Linked DNA regions of Oryctolagus cuniculus: region 2 is linked to region 1. The links are chromatin contacts, called in public Micro-C maps. All regions are on one chromosome and are shown on one strand. Each heading gives the region's core, a stretch centred on a gene start, on an enhancer-like site or on the middle of the called end of the contact. The rest is flanking DNA. Distances are from core to core; before and after follow the strand shown. Region 1 overlaps LRMDA (leucine rich melanocyte differentiation associated). Region 2 overlaps LRMDA (leucine rich melanocyte differentiation associated).

The links. Hi-C and Micro-C count contacts between places; a contact is called where the count stands out from the background.
Region 2: a contact with region 1 is called in a Micro-C map of ear pinna, with 5 times the contacts expected there. The contact joins two enhancer-like sites. A contact is called at or near these places in 4 of 6 Hi-C or Micro-C datasets (ear pinna, psoas muscle, skin fibroblasts and 1 more).

Annotation. Positions count from the first base shown.
Region 1 is chr15:67,072,369-67,076,146 of mOryCun1.1, reverse strand. LRMDA (leucine rich melanocyte differentiation associated) reads right to left here. Exons shown (of 9, transcript XR_011382445.1): 3 at 1,376-1,507. Among named protein-coding and RNA genes, the nearest start is that of LRMDA, 620 kb to the right of the region's middle. Within about 2 kb of position 1,431, at least 2 of the 8 cell types and tissues checked have an H3K27ac peak or open chromatin away from gene starts, as enhancers often do. A contact at or near this core is called in ear pinna, where this site is marked.
Region 2 is chr15:67,342,844-67,346,660 of mOryCun1.1, reverse strand. The region is part of intron 5 of LRMDA (leucine rich melanocyte differentiation associated); the gene reads right to left. Among named protein-coding and RNA genes, the nearest start is that of LRMDA, 890 kb to the right of the region's middle. Within about 2 kb of position 2,185, at least 1 of the 8 cell types and tissues checked has an H3K27ac peak or open chromatin away from gene starts, as enhancers often do. A contact at or near this core is called in ear pinna, where this site is marked.

The DNA.
Region 1 (3,778 bases), core at 182-2,681:
TCCAATATTCAACTGATAAAATAAAGCAGTGGCAACTCTTTGGTGAATTCGTTAGGATGCCACTTGGGTCTCCTGTATGCCATATCAAAGTGCCTGGGTCTGAGTTCCAACCCTACACCCCAGGAGGCAGCAAACAGTGGAGTCCCTGCCACCTGAACAGGAGACCCAGAGTGAGTTCCCATCTCCTAGCTTCAGACTAGTCTGGCTTCAGCATTTGTGGGCATCTTAAGAGTCTAACGGGGGGCAGAAGATCTCTCTCCCTGTCTTTCTGACACACACAAAAAAATTAAAGTAAATTTTTAAAAAAGTAAAACAAAGTGGTTAGGCTTCAAGTCCTAAGCAACACATTACAATGGAAAGTTAAGACCGAGATGGGGGCCCAGCACCTTGTTAAGTAAGGCCTATGGGCCTACATCTCATCTCTTTCTACTTCTAGATAAATGAAGCAACCTTACCTTTCTCACAGGGCTTGGCACAAACTATCAAAAAAATCCCTAAAAATATAATATACCTAAAGCACCCAGCCCCGGGGCCTGGTCCCCAGGACTGTGCGCACTCATTCATCCACCCCACAAGTACCGAGGAAATCCGCACCCAGGGTCAGGCGTTACTCTATGCGTGAAGCGCAGAGGCGCTGAGGGGACCCATCACCGTCCGAGCTCGGGATCCTGGCTCACCCCAGCAATGTCGCGGAGCCCTGGGCCTCACAGGGCAGGCGCCGCGCCCCGCTGCTATTCTCACTCTCAGTCCCTAGCAGTGGGCCTGACGGCTGACCCGCCGGGGCTGTCCCAGGCCTTGGTCACTACCAGCCACAAGGGGACACCCCGCCTCCCCGGACAGGGCGGCCGCGGGCGGAGGCGCGCAGCTCTCTCCCGGCCGGCCCTTGCCCTCCGTCCTCTCGCGGCCAGCGCCCCGCGCGCTCGCCCAGGCCTGCACCCGCGCGTTCCAGAACCCTCGGAGGAGGCCGTTCCCGGAGCGGCGCTGCCCTCTGCTTCCCACCAGAGGTCGCCCTGCCACGCGAGCCCAAGCAAGCCGAGGCGGCCTCGCCGCCCGCCCCCGCAGCGCTGACATTATTTTCTTTCTCTATTTTTATCTATTAAAAAGATTTCTTCACAGCCATAACTTAGATCTCCGCACTAAAACGGGGCAACAGGAAGATATAATGGTGCATTTCATTTATGAATGACCTGTAATAAATTACTCTGAAGTGTCCCGAGTGCCAGCAGACAGACTGCTTTGTCTGCCCGCGGACCCTGTGTCGCACGCTCCCGCGGGGAGGACACGGGAGCCCCCTGTGAGGTTCCGCAGGTATCGGCGGGGGCCGGGGCGGGCGAGGGTCCCCGCGGGCCCCGGCGGCGGGGAGCGGCGGGCAAAGGATATTCGGTTCTTGTTGAGGGTTAAGGTGTGGAGCCGCGGTAACCCTGGCAACACGAGGTCGTCCCCGAGCAGGTTGTTGTCCAAGATGAGCTCCTCCAGGCTCCCGAAGGCGCTCAGTCCTCCCAGTGACCTGCGGTGACAAAGGCAACAGGAAAAATGATCCCGCACTAAATCAGGGAGGCCATTATGAGCCGAAATAAATATTTTAACCTTCCCTTTCAGGACTGGGAATAGTCTGGGCTTGGTGCCTGTCAGCAAAGTGAATGACAAGAATTAGGAGCGGGAGCCGGGGCGGGGGCGGCGGGGGAGAAGGGGCCGCTGGCACCCTCGGCATCCTTCACGCCTTGCCGACATGAAGGATGAGGGTCACTTAGTGAGTAGCCAGGATCCAAAACAAAGGGCTTCAGATACGGCCTGCAGGATAAATTTGTCAATGTCTTGTGCCTTCAGGCACCCAGCCTGGGCTGACCCTAACCTCCATTCCCAAGATAAATAACTCTGTCACCATTCACCTTCATTCCCTGGACACAAATTTAAGTTGTCATCCATCATTTCTGCCCAGAAATATCATACCCCTCTTACAATAATAAATATAACTTCAAGTATCATTTCTTAGCGGTTCTCCCCTGCACACGCGGAGGGGAAACGAACTGGCCGCCTCCCCCAACCCTCCCTCCCTCCCTCTCCTTTCACATCCTCTGACTCTCTCTCCTCCCCCTCTCTCTGCCTTTTTTCTTTACTAATCACTTAATTTGCTTCTACCCAGTTTCCCCGTGGCTGCCCCAAAAGGCAAGGCAGCTGTGGAATTACATAATCAGTCTGAGAACGCTTTGCCTCTCTTGATTTTTATTTGTTTTTGTTTTTGTTTAGGGGCGAGGGAGGGAGGTCTGGTGGGCTGGGGTGTTTGGGGGTGTTGGGTCTTCAAAGCTCCTGGCTTGAAGTTTCGTTTTAATTTATGGAAAGTGGATTTCTCACTTTATTTTTTGAAAAAAAAAAAAAAAGTGTTGACTGCAGCAGAAGAGATGTTGAGCCGGTAAATAAAAAGGCATCTGAAAGGATTAAGTCCCCAGCTCAGGGGGCAAAAAATATGTATGTATTAGAAAGGAAGAAAATAGCGTTGTTTATGCATGGAGCTGAAAGTGAACTCTTAATTTTATGGGCTCTCCGGGGTGTTGCGGCGACTGGGCAGTGGTGCACAAGTGCCTGCGCGGGTGCACACAGACGTTAATTAAAGCCAGGCGCCAGGTCGAGGCACTTGCGCAGAGACACAGACTCCCAGCTCCTGCACCTGCCAGACCCAAGAGATGTGCTGAGCTTGCACAGGCTGACAGCTGAGCTACGGTGCCGACCGGAGGGAGGACTTGCCCGGGATCCCTATAAAATGTGACGAATCAGGGAGAGTCGGCCACGCTATTTATCCATTTATGGACAGCGCTTGTGTTCCAGCGCCATGTGCTCATGGCGCAGGGTGTGCACATCTAGCGTGAGTGTGAGCCCTAGGGCCAGAGCTTCCACAAGGCACCCGCAGCTCCCTTGTGGGACCTCTGCCATGGGAGCTCCAAAATATGGAGTTGATTCTCCAAGCTGTAAAATGCATTGCAAGTAATCAAATCCACAGATTCCACTGGGCCGAGGGTTCCTCCGCCTGCACAACCCATTACAGCCAGACCTCAGGTGGCCCCACCCGTGCCCCGATACCCAGAACAGCCCTGCTCCCACAGCCAGTGCTGCCTGCCCCAGTGCAGGAGGACAAGGCAACCCCATTTGCCACTGAGAGTCTTGGGCTCCTCATATTGCATTTCCTCCCCGTCCCCCCCCCCCTTCTTCTCAGTTCTGGAAGGCAAATCACAACTTGCACATACCTGGGCAGCAAGGTTTGGGCCTTCACCCCAGCCCCACCACTTCTGTGGAGTCTGAACTTAAGCCTTTCAAAAACCGATCTGAACTGATTTGTTCTGTGCTGCTTCCTGTTCACAGGGCCTCATGGAGAATAAATAAAAGCATGAACAAGCGACTAGTAAATGCTGGTTCCTTTGTTGTCCTTCGACCTTTGATTCAGTGACTTTTCCTGAGACCCTGACCTTGAGGGAGGGCTTAGTGGGTGGGCAGAGGAACAAACTTTTTTTGCAGGGTCTTCAAACAGTTCATGGAAAACCCATGATGTGCAAAACCTACTCATGCACTGTTTTTTTGTTTGTTTGTTTGTTTTGTTTTTGCACCAAAAAACTGCTCTTTGAGTTCCATGAAGGCTGTCAAGTTCTCTCTTACAGAGGTGTGTGGAGAATCTTCAGACTCTTTGAAGTCACTTCCTCCATGGGGGTCACAAGAGGAGCTGAGGCCACCTCCCAACAGGGAACCCTATAGGGCGGCTAATAGGTCCTTTGTGCACAACATCAGTGGG
Region 2 (3,817 bases), core at 936-3,435, 270 kb before region 1:
TGTTGACATCAAACAGATTCCTTCACCTAAACATGTGTCTAAAGCTGATTTCTTGCGATTCTAGACCCCAATACCTAAGAAGTAAAAAAATAACATAATATCGTAATCAGTAATGCTTACATCCTGTGCAATATCGATAACCATCCCAGCAACTTTATTCTCCCTGTAGCCAAAGGAAAATGCAAAACTGATTCAAAGCTTTATTTCCTAAAGAAACAGTATCACCTACTCCCGACGCCTCAGTGTCCAGCTCGTGAACACAGCGTGGACTGGCAAAGTACACAGGGACCCCCTTCTACCCACAAGTCCCATTCTGGCTGTGCGTGATGCTGGGACAGTTTCAATGCCAGAGATTGAGAATAAAGGAAAAGACAGGTGGGGCGCGGGGGAGAAACAAGATGAAAGTTCCGGGTTATTTCTCCAATGACTTTCCTTCCATTAAGCCGTCTTCTGCCATTTTTTCCCAGATTCCTAATTCCATTCTACTTTGTCCACTGTAGTTTCCAGCACTTGGGAAACTCAAAGGTCCTGCTTGTTCGCAGGCCCTTTTCCCTCCATCGTCAGAATTCTCCAGTTCTCAAAAGTAAACAGTCACAGAAACCGCAGTCTGCCTTCCTCATCTCGCAGGCAGGGTCGGCGCCTGCGCATTCTCCACCAGCTCTCGGGGGGGCTCGTGGCATACCCTCGAAGACCTGACACCAGCGTCACAAGCTGGTTGCAGGGGACCAAGAGCCCTGAGGACTCTAAGTCAAGACCGAGTGCGGACCTGGGTCCCGCGCTTTGCCCCCGGGACGCAGCTTCTAGAACCGGCACCCTCTTCTCCCACCCCTTCCTTTACTGAATTACAGGAGGTTTCAGGGAACTGATTTATTGTTGCTTAGAGAAGGCTCTTTCCCAACAAAGGCCTTTTTTTCTCCTAACTCAAGTGAGCACCTTGGGACCTTCCTTTTAAATAGAAAACCGATGATGCCTCCCTTCCCCCACTATAAATTAAAAAAAGACACCTAATAACTGATGTTGTTCTTGCAAGAAGCGAAAAGCACCCAACACTGCCTAGAAGGACCCTGCCCTGGCCCTCGCCCTTACCTTCCTCTCCCCGGGGCTCTAAGCCCTGGCCACCCGAGACCTCTGCACCAGTCATCTTTCTTCCCACCGCCGTCCCCTAACATTTTCTGCCTTGGTGATGGCAAGCTTCACTTGGGCAGCTCGCTCCTTAAGGGCCGTGCCCCACACCTCCTGAAGCTGCCCTCTGATCACCTCTCAGGACAGACCCGAAATTGTGAATTACAAGCTGTGAAGAAACAGCATGGTTCGGCCCCCTAACACCACCATTCCCAGCAGATACACCCGTTCCAAGCAGAACCCAGGTGGCTGCTCACATGCACAAGGCCTTCACCTTACAAGATACGCTCGGGCTGAACAAAGTGGTCCTGCGGAAACCTTCCTTCCTGTACTTGCGGCTGGTCTATAGATGCAAAACCCAAAACCCGCACCCCCGGTGTCCAAGATGCGTTCAGTGACATCAGTCTGGGATCTGGGGTCTGGCAGAGGGAGCGGGCCGGGAGTCGCCCAGGGTTGCACACACTTCACTCAGCTTTCCCTTGCTTTAACACCCATCTTTGTCTCTCCTTCATTTCTTGATTGTGTTTCCTTGCCCCTGATGGGTGACTAATGCAATATGCAACCCCAGTGAAGACCCTGGCAGTGCAGGTGAGCACAGGTGGTCCCAGGACTGGGGGAGGGCAGGGCTGAGCAGGCTGGAGCAAGTCAGTGGTGAAGGCTGTGCTGCGCAAGTCCCCCTTGTCACACAGCTCAGCCGGCAGAAGGGGGCGCTGTAGTGTAACCTATTTAGGATGCAAATAGCTCCCGAGCGAGCCGCAGAAAAAAGCTCCCGGGCTAGCCGCTGCCTGGCAGGTCCCTCAGCAGTCCCGAATGCCAGCTTCCTGCTAGTCACTGCTCACCGCAGATCATTAACAGAACTCAGAACGTGTTACTCAATGTGAACATTTTAAAAACTGATCACTAAATTAAAAAAAAAAAATTAAAAAACAGGCACAATTCCACTCCTGGGGAATTCAACTTTGCTCATTGCAGATTTATGGATTCAAGACCACTGAAGTTCAAGACTGCATTTGCTTGAGACTGACAACCATGTGTCACATATGCACCAGGCAGCCAAACATGGGGGGAAGGGAGGGGACCAGGGGCTTCTAGCAGTGCACAAGGAAAAAGACTAGAAACTACAAGGTTGAAGATGTTCTGCACCGAAGAGCAGGAGGGAGCTTTCCACAAAAGACTCCAAGGAAAATCTCCAGCTTCCCAGAACCAAGCCAGCTGCTCCTAGGGTTTTTTTTTTTTCTTTCCCCTTACCAAATCAGGTGGTCACTTTGCCAAGGGAGTTTTCCTCTTCCCCCTTGCTCCAGCCAATTCCTGTTTTCTTGAACTGGAGCTCCCCGAGACTCATCAAAAACACGATTTAATTACAGCTCCAAAAAAAAAAAAAAAAAAAAAAAGGGGAGGAGTGTAAACATGACTCCTTTTTATCTCCTGATACATCTGGACAAGTAGACAATGTGCTAAAACAAAATAAATCTGCCTTGACAGTCACATCAAAGAGTTCAGCAAGGGCCTTGCAGCTACTTAAGGCACAGGAATGCTGTTGCTAAGCGTCGGCCTACAACTTATCAGGCCCTGGAAGAAACGCTTTTTTTTCTTTCTTTCAGGAGCAGATGAGGAAAGTTAGAGAGTGGGAACCAAACCGCAAAAGTAGACTGGGGATCGTCAGGGATTTTGAGGCTTAAACGGAATTGTGTGAAGAAAAGGCGTTTTCTGGTGTTGTGTTTCCCTTCCGACATAGCAGCTGTATTTTTATCAAGGTCGTAGGTGGGAACCTTCCAGAAAAGGCCCTTTAGGACTCAAGGAAATCGGGGACGGTGCAAAACATTTGTATACAAATTCCTGCCACATCTCGTTCCCGTGAGAGCAGCCTCATGCTAGCTCAAAGATCTCAAAAAAGATCCCGCCTTTTCCAGAGTGAACCACCCTTAAGTCTCTTTAAGAAAAAAAAAAAAAAAATCAGCCAGCATCACCAACCAGAGTTACTTTTTCCCCCTAAAAGGCAGGAAATGGAGAATCTACTCCAGGCAAACACAAAACAAATGAACACACACAACCCCTCTCCTCAAAAGAAACCAAGTGGAAATGACCGGGAGCGATGAACGAAAGGAAGCTGCAGCCCCACAAGGAGAGCTCCCGGCTACACACAGCCTGGAGCGGACCAAGGGCCTGGCCACTGCCTGCGGCCTGTGCTCCCCGCCAGCCTCAGGGGAAGCTGCTGTGAACTTCAGTCTGATCCGCATCCCCCAGGATCGGGAGGAAGCTGCAAGGTTTTCCTCCTGCCCTAGACCCATCCTCAGCTGGGAGACCATGGCCCAGTGTCTCTCTCCTGCAAGGCTACTGAATGTAGCCACGCCGAGAAATTAGCAGTGAACATGAAATGGCATTGCCGAGAAGAAATCTTCTATGAAGACCTCAGGGAGTTGCAGAAGAAAAAAAAAAAAAGCCGTTAAAAATAACCCACCCATCCTCAAAGGCCCCCGACGACACTGGGGAGATCTTGTCCTAGCAACAGAGGCTCTGACAATCCCCGGGCCCACTGCTTCGGCCTCCGGAGTTCAGGAACATTTTAAAGATCCCATTTGTTATTTTCTCTTTTTGGATCAAAGGCAACAAATTCTGAATCCCCTGTGATCGCCACACAGGATAACTCTCAACAACATGAACAATTACCAACTCTGTGATACTGCACAAATAAACA